Linked DNA regions of Anas platyrhynchos: region 1 is linked to region 2. A link is a contact called in public Hi-C data. All regions are on one chromosome and are shown on one strand. Each heading gives the region's core, a stretch centred on a gene start, on an enhancer-like site or on the middle of the called end of the contact. The rest is flanking DNA. Distances are from core to core; before and after follow the strand shown. Region 1 holds the start of UBE2B (ubiquitin conjugating enzyme E2 B). Region 2 has its middle 4.1 kb from the start of SKP1.

Region 1 (5,951 bases), core at 933-3,432, 47 kb before region 2:
CAGCTGGGATTGCTGAGCTGTGTTTACATCCCTGCTGCGAGCACAGGCCGTTCAGCTCCATACCCGCAGCACAAACCACCTACTATTTTGGGCAGGAGCAGGAGCGGGACCTCTCCCGTGCCAGCCCGCGTGCCAGTGACGCCGCCGGAGCACTCAGCCAGACCAGCGGGGCCGAAGGATGGCTCCGGGTTTGGGATCGATTCTAAAAGCTCGTCGGCACCCTGCTGCCAAAAGGGCTGGCTCCCGAGGGGCTGTGGCAAAGACTGGAGGCTGAATTGATCCGAACAGAGCCTGGAAGCTTTTAAGAGTTAGGGGAAATGTATTTGCAGCCCCTTTTCCAGCAGCAAATATATATTGTTTTAAAAATAACCTTTCTCTCCGATGGTTTAGTGAAATCGGATGATCCAGGATCTGCTGGACTGCTCTCCCTCCACGACTCCTGACAATTGCAGCATGCAGGAGGAGTTTATATTTAACAAAGTGAATCACAGTTCATGGCGCACAGTCTGTTTTTTAGTATGAGGTAAGAGTACCATAAGGCTAAATAAAAATATAACTTAGGGGTAGGAAGGAGAGAAGCAAAGCGCTGACATGAGAAAGCTGAGTACATTTTGGGGTATTAAAGTGATCAAATATTCAATAAACAAACATGCATGTGTCCCATGTCTCACTGTGCTCACTTGGTTAAACTCCTCCATGGCTTCAGTCTCTTCCACCTTAAATTTCAAAATTATCAAGCCAGTCCTTCTGAGGCCACAAAATCATAAAAAAGTCTGATTGCTGTCCTGAAACACCACCTAGTCCTTCTCCCGGAAGGAACCACTGATTTTTGGTCACCTGTGCAGCCCAATAACATTAAAAAACATCGAGTATCCTGTTGTGATTCGAATGGGAATCGAGGACCACCAAACAGCGAACACTCACACCCAAATAAAGCCCAAGAAGCAGGGCCTGCACCTCACAAATCCCAACTTCTCGGATCGATCAGGGCTTTTGGCCCTGCAGCTCTGCCAGCCACGCAGCTCAGCTCCACACAATACACGTCAACTGTTTACCCGTGTATTTTCAGGCCCTGGTGTAACACAGCTCCGCTAAAAAAAGCCACGCTATCACAGCTGACTCACCTCCAGCAGCCCAGGAGCCGCTCCGGCCCGCAGGAATCACACCGCACACCCTGAAGTTTACCCAAAAAAAAACCCAGCCCAAACCACACGGCGACTTTCCATGCGTTAGGGCCGTATTTACATGGCAGACGGGAAGTGGAGTTACCCCGCTGGGGCAGCCATGGCCATTTAAAAGCCTCCAGCTAATTACCACTGCTAATGAGCACGGCGCTGGGTCCCTGCTGGTGCTGAGGGGGAGCTAAGGGCTGGGCTGGGGGGCACCGGGCCCTGCACCCCCCGGCTCTGGGGTGGTCTCAGCACATAGGAATGGGGGGTCCAGGACTGGGGGGGGGGATCCCAGAACCTGAGGGGAGAGAAAAGACCCAGAACTTGAAGGGGGGGATCCCAGAACTTGAGGGGCCGTCAGAAATTGGGGAGGGGGCTTAACTTGAGGGGGGGACCCTAGAACTTGAGGGGGGGGGACCTAGAACCTGAAGGGAGACCCAGAACCTGAGGAGGGGCAGAACTTGAAGGGAGGGACCCAGAACTTGAGGGGGAGCCCAGAACCTGAGGGGGAGGGGGAAAGTTAAGGGGGGGACCCCAGAACTTGAAGGGAGGGGCCCAGAACCTGAGGGGGGTACCCTAGAACTTGAAGAAGGGGGGGGCAAATATTCGATGGGGTGGCCCAGAACTGAGGCGGGGGGGGGGGCAGAACCTGAGGGGGGGACACCCCCCAACCTGAGGGGAGCCCAGAACCTGGGGCGCCCCAATCCCCTCAGAACCCCCTCAGAACCCCCTCAGAATCCCCTCAGAATCCCCTCAGCCCCAGCCACCGGGCGCCCCCCCAACCCCAAGGGGGGGGTGGACAGCGGCTGAGAGGGAAGCAGACGACACCCCGTGTCCCCCCCTCTTGTCCTCACCTCTTGAAGTCTCGCATCAGCCGGCGCCGGGCCGGGGTGGACATGGTGGCGGCGGAACACGCTCCCCCCGGGCCGCAGCACCGCCTCCCGCCGCCGCCCGCACAAACAACCCGCAATGGCGTCTCCCTCCGCGGGGGGCGGGCCCCTGCCGCCGGGCCGTGACGTCACGCGGGAGGCGGGGAGGGGAGGGGGGGGGAACCTCGGCCCGGTCCATTCCGCCCGTGTAGGGGGGGGGCGAGGAGGGGGAAGCTCCCACTGCGCTGCTGCGGGGGGGGGGTTGCCCGGCCTCACCTCAGGTTTTGTTTTTTTTTGCCTCATTTTTTCTCAGCGCCCTCGCTGCAGGTGGAGGCTTCGAGGTCCTGACCCTGTTCCCAGCCAGCCCCTGAAGCAGGGTTTTTGGCTGCGTGTGCTGCGGTGCTCTGAGTTCGTGGTTTTGGGAGGTCACAAAAAAACACCACAAGAGCCCTAATGAAGTGCCCCAAATGTCCTCGTCCCGCTGCTGTGTGCTCATGGAGCTGTGACCGGGGGCTTAATCTAGCCCAAAAGGCCAAAATCGGCTTCTTACCACAGCCCTGCTTCAGCAGGTGGTGGCCTTTGGGATGAGGCTGCCACGGGTGCTCGTAGCCACCCCGCAGCTCAGGAACCTGCCCTTCAGGGGTGTCAACCCCACACCGTGCTCCCACCTCAGTGAAAACACGCTTGCGGTGAGGCACACGTGTGAGAACTGACACTGCAAGGCAGCAAGCTTTCTCAGGAGGCTTAGGAGCAAGGAGCCATCCTTCCCCAGCCACCAACACGCAGCTCGCCCAATGCAGCCCTCTTGTCCTGAGTTTCCTCCTTCTCCCCGCACTCCTGCTTTAATTTTACGTTCTGCCGCCGCTCCTCCAGCTTTCTGCAGTTTATATTTAGCTCCAGCTAATTCCCAAGGGAGAAAGTAGACTGTAAAAACCAAGTGCAAGCTTGGACTTGTATAAATAATTAACGCCAGTCCAGCATCGTTCGTTATTCCGCTGTTAACATGCTGCCCAGGCCTGGCAGCGAATACATCCCCTACCCAAAGGGTGCTCGAGTCACCCCAAAAGCTCCCCACCTCTCCTGGGGGCAGCCACCAGCTGCGTGGAAAAGCCCCTCAGGCACCAAGCAGAAGGGTTAATTCTGAAATCCCGCATAGTTTCCACTTGTCTGGGGAACCTTTTCAGCAGAATCACAGCAGCAACAGCATTTCTTCTCCTTTGATACCGCTGGGGAAGAGCGAAAGAAACAAGAGGTCACAGCAGCTTCCTTAAAGCTGCTCTGCTGCTTCCTTGAATGCAGGCATCAGCCAAGCCTTTACCGAGCCCAGCATCTTTATTTATTTTTCAATTATGATTTTTGGAAGAAGCCTGCTGCAGGCCAGCTCCAGGCTCTTCCACAGCAGCCGGGCTCACCCGCAGCGGGGCTGGCAGTGCACGAGCAGCACATAAGTGCTCGCAGCAGAGGGCACTGATCATCTGTCCTCCTCCTGCCCGGCACGGTGGGCTTGGACAAAGCTGTACACACCAGGATGGCCTCACGGGTGTTAGCATTATCTAATTTATAGGTTTCTTTTCAGTCTTACCTGGCAGTTAAACAGGTGTGGCTGGTAACTTCATCAGGAAATGGAAAGCTTTATTTTTTTTTTCCCTCTGAAGAACCAGCTGCAGTTTCTGTCCTGTTGATTGCATGGAGTATGTAGGTGAAAAAAAATTTCTCATCAGAAAGTTCTTTCTAGTTGTGTTTTTGCTGCCTGTTTTTCCCCAGAAATGCTATTTGATAAAGGAATACACTTCATAAAAAGGTAGCACTTTGCAGCATAACCATTCTACTTTAATCTTCAGTAAACACTACATTTGTGAAAAATTTTTGTAAAACCGGAACATTTCTCAGATAACTTTGTTCCTTCATAAAATGAGAAGCTTGAGAAGCAAGAACGAAGTGAGCTACTCGCTCTCCTGTTTGTTAGAGCAGTCCTGGTAACGTCATGGTTCTTTTTTCCGGGTCACTCTCCCTTCCATGCTGCCGTGTCCCTCTGGGAGGAGATGTCTGCATTAGCACCAGCCAAACCCAAGACTCCGAAATTAGGGAAATGAACAAGCTGAGTCACCTGTTAGGCACCACTTTTGTTCTCGCTCATTGCAGCAGCTGAGGAGTGCCCTGGGGACCGTGCTGTGCTAGGTACCACGCTGCTCTGCAGCAGGCGGCCTTTTCCCCAAAACACTTGGGAGCAAAGAGAAGGGCTGGTGGCAAAGTGACTGATTTGCTCTCACCCTTAGCTCCTTCATAGAAGCAAGAAGGTGGTGCCAAAGTACAGAGGAGAACTGAAGGTTTTACCACTGCTGCCAGCCCCATCCCTAGCTCCTGAACCCATTACTGCCTCTGGGCCCACCTCAACCCTCAGAAAAGCAGCCTGCAGAAAACAACCATGCATGGGGCTCCCAAAATATCCGGCTATTCTGACAATTTTTCCTTGAATACACTCCAGCACAGTGTGCACGTATTTACTTGGTTTACCCAGGGGCACAGCACCGACCAGCACAGCCCAGGGCCAGCACACCTGCCTCTCCCCTAGGAGCAGGGCAAGTACCTCCCCTAGAGAAAAAATTCAAATTTGGGGAGAAAGTTTTGATGTTCATGGGCATGTTTCAAGCAAATAGTGGAAGGACGTGTGAATGCTGCTGAGCTATGAAATGCCCTGGCTGTGGGGTGCTGTCACCTCCTGTACCTCTGTACAAAGGCACTTCCCTGCGTGCCCTTAGCAAGCTGTGCGTGATCTCCGCGAGGCGGAACCCCGGCTACGTCAGGCCAGCCAGGAGAAAGCAGAACTGGCTGGAAGGCCACCACTTCTTCAATCCAAAGGTCAGCTTCGTGGCTCAGCCTGTGTGCTGCCCCAGCTTCCCCAGGTGGCGTTTTTTGTCAGCTGTGCATTACATCACGTTGCTCTGGCTCTCTTCCCAGGATACTGAGCGCACATTGGCCACAAAAGGGGTGGTGTCCTTCTTATACCAGCGCCGTGCCATCCCCAGACAGAAGAGGGATTGTTAATGGTGCAGCGGGGAGATCTCCTGTAAATCTCCATAGGAACATTTGAGTTCAGACCTATTTCCACAAATTTTCAGCAAGAATTTTGGTCAGGACATCGATCACCTCGGATTTTCTCCTAGCTGGAGACACCAGCTCTCACCCTAGCGTACTCTGATTCAATTGAATAGCTCACCTGCAAGACTGAACATTAAATAAATGTTATTGCTTTCAGATAGAGATTCTTTTTTCTTGTAGTGCTTCATCATACAGATATTGGAAGTTTAATTATTTATTGAGAAATGGGTTTTGTTTCATAATAATAGTTTAAGACTTCCAACTGAAATGATCTGCAGAGTTGAAACAACATAGTAATGTGACATCTGACTGGAGGATCAGGGGAGTATTTGGGCAGTAGCAGTACTAGTAGGGACTATTTGGACCCATCTCTGAAATTCTGAAGAGCTAAAAATGTTTACTACTTTAATTTTGAGCCAGTCCATTTTGCTAAGCAACCGCTTTACCAACTGTCTTCCCTGCTGTTGCAGTAGCTTGCTGGTCCTGCCCTACTCCCATCTTGTCCTTCTTTTTGTACTGTCTCTTCTCTTTTAATCACTGCTGTTTTGTCCTGCCATTGATAGGGGGGGTGCTGTGCAGAAATGCTTATTATGATCGCTCATCACCTACATTTAGCTGTTGCTAATTGCAGTAGCATTAGCACATGGATGACTTTGGGAAATTAGGGCACTCTGTGGCTCAGAGTCAATTCTGCTGTAGCAGGAGAGGTTTTCTTGAAAGCCCATCCTTTCATGCCCTGAGAACTGCCTTTTCTAAAAAAGAAAACAAACAAAACCTGCTTCTTATTAAGTGGATTTCTGGTTATTTATTTATT
Region 2 (5,376 bases), core at 1,697-4,196:
GAAGGTTACTTGACCCACAGGCAAGCGAAGATGGACAGAGCTAGTTACCTCGGTATTCTGTGTGGATGAATGATAATTTTGCCTTGGAAAAAGAGGCAGTGAGCGTACACGGTGCTGATGAAAGCTTTGACGTTTCACCTGACTGTGCTTCAGGCTGGGTAGTAGCAAAGGTCAGTCTGGATTATTTTTTTCAGTCACTGAAAGTCATTTTGATAAATTAATTACGTGGTAAGGGATGGGACAAAGGCTTTAGCAATTTAGAAATTTGCCATGAATCTTAAAGGCCAAGGATTTTCTCATACACAATACAAAAAAAAAAGTGCAGGTGCTAGGTTTATTTTTGGCATCTTCATCATAGTTCAATAAATACACCCCAGTGTTCCTCCCTTCTTGCCCCTTCATTTCCTTGCTGGTGAGAACGCAGTTCCTGCTGTAGGAGGGGCAGTGCAGAAGGATAAATGTGCTTGTTCCTTCTGGAAAAACGGACTGTAAGGAGAGGCCAGTGTGATCAAATGACAATCCTGAATTTCCAATTAGGCTCTGCTCTAAATTCAATTAATTTAAGGCATGGCTTCAGTTGTTACTTCCCTATATACCTGTCATGCGCTTACTTTTTAGTTGCTTGTTTTATCTCTATATGCTGAGCACTCATGGAAATTCAGGGTGTTTTATTTTTTTTTCCGGTCTGTGCAAATACAGCTTTTGAATCCCCGTTCTCTGGGGTATTGCTGGTGTATTGCCCAGACCCACGGTGTGATGCAGCTGCCCAGCAGCAGCATGCTTGGCTTCAGTGTGCCTGAACAGCAGTCCAGATTTAACTGTCGTGCCTGCATAGCCTAAAAGAAAGTTGTACATAAGGGAAATGGCCTTTTAGTGTTCCATCCTGTCTTTTTCCCCCCCCAGCCATACACGTGGCTTATATGAGCTTAGATTTTGGAGCAAGGTATTTGTGAGTGGTATTTTTTGAAGTCTTGTAGAAAGTGTGGGGCCTTCTTGGATGCTACAGTGATCGTTATGCAGAGTATTCATTCTCTGTGAGTCCCAGGACAAGGTAGTTTGGAAACAGGTTAAGTGTTAAAAATTATATGAGACTGTGTAGAAATCTTTCAGGACATGTGAATACACTCAAAAAACCCTGCAGAACAAGCAGTTGATGAGTCAGCTTACTGTGGTTTTTTAAGAAGTTATTTTGGTGCTCTAATTCATTTGGCTGTACTCCTTTTGGATGAGAATAAAGGCAAGTTGCTCTCTTGAGCAAGGGGCTGGAGTTCTTTGGCATACATACAGGAAAAAAGGCTGAAACAACACTTTAGGTATTAAATTAAGCAGCGCTGCATGGTTTAGGCTTTTAAAACTTAGGCTATGGCTTAAAAACATGTTTTAAGATGGGTTGGTAGCTACAGCTCCTGATCTCTTAATTATTGTATGGTGAACAGAACTGGCTTGGGATGAAGATGAAACTGATTGTTTCTGGTGTATAAAACATTAATGCTAATAGGGAATTTTATATAAAATATTTAGTTACTGACATAAGGCAACACAAAAACATAGGTTTTAGCACAGGAGGGTCCTGTGGCAACGGAGAAGAGGCTGCACAGTGTCTGTTCTTGGAAGCTTTCGGTACTAGCCTAGAAAAGGTCACACGTGAGCTGGGGTTGGTGCTGCTTCAGGTAGATGGCTGAGATGCCTTCCAGTCTACAATTTTGGGTTTTAAACAGCATTTTCCTGGGTTACAGCACGTGAGACCCAGGATAGGTGGTTATCCTGTGACCTTGTTACCAAACTGCTGTGAAGCTGCTGAGGGTTTTGGTTTTGGTTCACAAGGCATCAGCCAGACAGAAATCTTGGGGGCTCCAACAGCACCGAATGATTATCGGCTCCTTGCTGCTGCTCTCACCAGTGGCTGCATTTGGCTCCTTCCACTGCCCTGGGACCAGTGATGGATGAGGAGCAGCACGACTTGAGGTGAGCACCCTGATGGAAACCTGGGGCAGGTGCTTTTAACGAGAGGACAGTCGATTTTGTGAATACTTGTACTGCTGCATGAGGTTGTACAAAACAAAATGTTTGCTCGTTGGACCTCTCATTGACTTGTGTGTATATATATATTCCTCATCGGATACAGATACTGCCTGAAATGGGATGATGCATTTAGAAGCAGTGCTGAACTGCCAGGTAGGAACGTAGTGCTGATACCAGTCATCTCAGATTGATTGGCCAAAACTGCTTTAGCCTCCTTCCCAACTGCCTATATTTTTCAGGCAGTTGGAAAAAAACAGCCACCGTGCTGGCTGGTGGTAAAACATCCCATCAAAAACCATTCCCTACTGTACCTGTCAGTGTAAGTTCTCTTTTTTTTCCCTTAAGAAAAGGGGAGGTGCTGGAGGAGGGCTGTCTGGAAGGATCCTGTGCTGCTCACTGTATGCTTGACCCACTTTGCTCCTGTTCCACCACCGCCTTTGTCCTCGGGGAAGAGGAAAGCTGCCCCGGGTGTGGGCGAGGAGGTGCCTCAGCTCCCTGGGAGGCTGCTCTCACTTCCTCTCCCTTTCAAATACAAAATTCTGTGGTGCTTGTGAGTGTGGTTACCTGGTGTCAGCTTAGCTTAGTTTAGCTGTCTCCGAATTTCACTGGACTGTCACTTTTTCCTTACAACCTTCTTAAAAAATGTTGTAGATCAGCCTGACTTCTGAAACGTGGCAAATTTCTTCCCATGGACTTTGAAACCTCAAAGTGTTGGCTCTTCGTCGTCAGTGGCGTTAGGACCAGCCCAGAACCTGCCTCTTGCACTTTGAACAGCTGCCAGGCTGAGTACCAGCACCATGCAGCCACGGAACCAGGCCTGGTGGCACCTTGGGGTCCGTCGGGGTCCCTCTGGCCCAGCCCCAGGACCACCCCGAGCCGCTCAGCACCACGTCCAGGCGGCTGCTGGATCCCTCCAAGGACGGGCTCTGCAGCCTGTAGTAAAGAAACAAACCCTATAAAGCCAACATAGCTTTCTCACTATCAGGCTAGGTTCTCAAGGATATTCAGATTTTTTTCTGCCTGTGCCACTCGGGGATTTGGTGACCTTTTGCTAACCGTGCTGGTGGGGGAAGCTTTCACCCAGCAGCATCTCCCTCGCTATTTATGCAGCCACAAGGACCACGGAGTCTGAGCAGTCCAAATTATTTCCATGGAAGCTACAGCAAAAATGGTTCAAAAAAATAAAAATCAGTATGTTTAAGTATGTGGAGGTGGACTGAAGATTAGGGAGTTAGATGCAAATATGCTTGAGGTAGGTTTGCTTCTATTTTTAATCACTTTTTCCCTCATCTACAGTCTTCTGTGCATCTTGAATCCCTGTAGTTATGCAAGGAGAACGTTGCTAGAGGGAGAAACCGAAGCTGATCAAGAAAACAGAGCTCATGTCTGCCTGCCATGATGCAGTTAGCGAGTTGTCAGCCTGACTAACATCTGAAGGGGGGCTCTGCCTTCCTCAGGACCTTGCATTGCTGTGGTACAGCTTAGATGAAAAGCAACATCTTAAGGATGCTCCTGTAATACAAGAAACAATCACAGCTATTTCTGGAGTTTAGAGGGGGGACAAGAGTTTTCCCCTTCTGCTGTGTTGTTGTAAGATTGCTTTAAGTAGCAGAAGCCCAGGCCTTTGAGCTGAGCAGTTTCTTTCCAATATCTGTATCAGATAAATAACTTCCTTTTTTTTAAAACACTGAACCAGTCCTAGTTTTCCTTGCACTGTTGATGTGGCTGCTTGTTTTACAAAAATGTTCTTCTCCTTTTGTACATGTATTTTAGGGGAGAAGAACATTTTTGCTGTTATCTCCCCTACACATAGACCAGGTTCTTGTCCGGATCCAGCGGTCACTCCTTGCATCCCAGCAAATGCCAGCCTGTGCCAGAGCAGCTCTGCTCTCCAGGCCCTGGAGTTTGGTCTTTGCAGGGCTGCCTTCCCTTCCTTCTGGAAATCCAAACTGGGTCCTGTCACATTTCCCAACTTGTTACCAATGAAGCAAAGCTGAGGTCTCTTTTATAAGCCGATGTCACGTGTGTGGTATTAAAAAATGCTCAATCTTTTTACAGTGTTATCTCCATAATCACCACCATCACTAACAGAATAAACTTCTCTGTCTATAACAATGGAAAGGGTTAAGTTTTTGGTTTTGGTTGGGGGCAGTCATTTTTATCAAAGCAGCAAGAGAAATAGCTGGGAAGAGAATCCAAGGCTGCGGAGTAAACCCAGCACTGTGTCTGGGAGGCTGCTCTCCCTGTAATGCCGTGCTCAGTGCGTTAAAATTCCCTTCCCCCTGCAGCTGTGTAGCTGTTCAGCTGGCTTCTGCCCGCAGCTCAGTGATGCTGCAAGAATGTAGGTCAGAGCTCTTCTGGATCTGATAAGTGGTAAATCAAGCTTACGCTGATCTTGGTTGCTCCAATATTTCCAGATATTTGCTTTAGTGTTAAGCTTCCTCCTCTGGATTCTCAGCGGTGAAGGGCCCTTAATCGTCATTTATCTGTGGCTGGTGCAGAGAACAATTATCTTTACAGCTCAGGACGGCAATGCTTAGGTTTAGGATTATTTGCATTGGAATGATTATCTGTGCACCTAACAATTGAAATTGGCCCACCCATTTTTTTTTTTTTTATTTTCTTGAAAAATCTTTTTCTCTGCCTTGCAGCTTTAGTCAAGGACAAGTCTTTTGTGTTAGCAATTCTGCCTGACTTCCAGGACTTTGGCTATCACCTCCGCAGCAGCTGTTTTTTTCATGACAAAGATAGCAGAAAGCATCCAGACTAGCTCGGGAGGTTCATTATGTGATATGTAGGGCACAGTGGGAGGCGGCTTTCACGTGATTACGGGATATCTGTGACAGACGTCTGCCACTTCTTAGGGTGTGTGGTGTTTTTATTGCTTTAACTCTCCCAGACTACTCATTCAACCGATAAAGTCCAGTGGGGACTGAATTTTCTCTGACACCTTTGGAGAATTGTATCAAGTATAAAGCTCAATCACTTTGAATTATAATTGATGCATAGGTCATAATTAGACGGGGAATTTTGCTTTCTGCCTGTTCCTAGATTGTATTGCATCTGTCCTGTGTGGGGAGCAAAACCCACCCCCCTTCTACTGCCTCTGCTTTGCAGTCTGAGTTTGTACGCGCTCCAAATCAGAAACCTTGATCTCTGGCAACATCAAGAAAAGGGATTTAGGATTTGCAGATGTTTTTTACAGGCCACCTTCTGTCATCATCTGATCTGCTAAGTCAGTGAGTACTTAATATAAATAATTTAAAAAAAAAAAAAAACAACAAAAAAAAACAAACACGTTTAAGGAAAATAAAGGCAGTGCGTTTGTTTGTTTTTAACACAGTGAATGTTGTT

What was found. Hi-C and Micro-C count contacts between places; a contact is called where the count stands out from the background.
Region 1: a contact with region 2 is called in a Hi-C map of skeletal muscle, with 4 times the contacts expected there. The contact joins the promoter of UBE2B here to the enhancer-like site in region 2. A contact is called at or near these places in 2 of 8 Hi-C or Micro-C datasets (liver and skeletal muscle).

The regions. Positions count from the first base shown.
Region 1 is chr14:2,908,152-2,914,102 of IASCAAS_PekinDuck_T2T, reverse strand. It overlaps UBE2B (ubiquitin conjugating enzyme E2 B), which reads right to left and starts at 2,182. Exons shown (of 6, transcript XM_027468549.3): 1 at 2,024-2,182. The coding sequence starts at 2,067. LOC106014446 (a long non-coding RNA gene) reads right to left here. Exons shown (of 5, transcript XR_011803418.1): 5 at 5,917-5,951.
Region 2 is chr14:2,862,426-2,867,801 of IASCAAS_PekinDuck_T2T, reverse strand. No RefSeq gene overlaps it. Among named protein-coding and RNA genes, the nearest start is that of SKP1, 4.1 kb to the right of the region's middle. Within about 2 kb of position 2,946, at least 3 of the 8 cell types and tissues checked have an H3K27ac peak or open chromatin away from gene starts, as enhancers often do.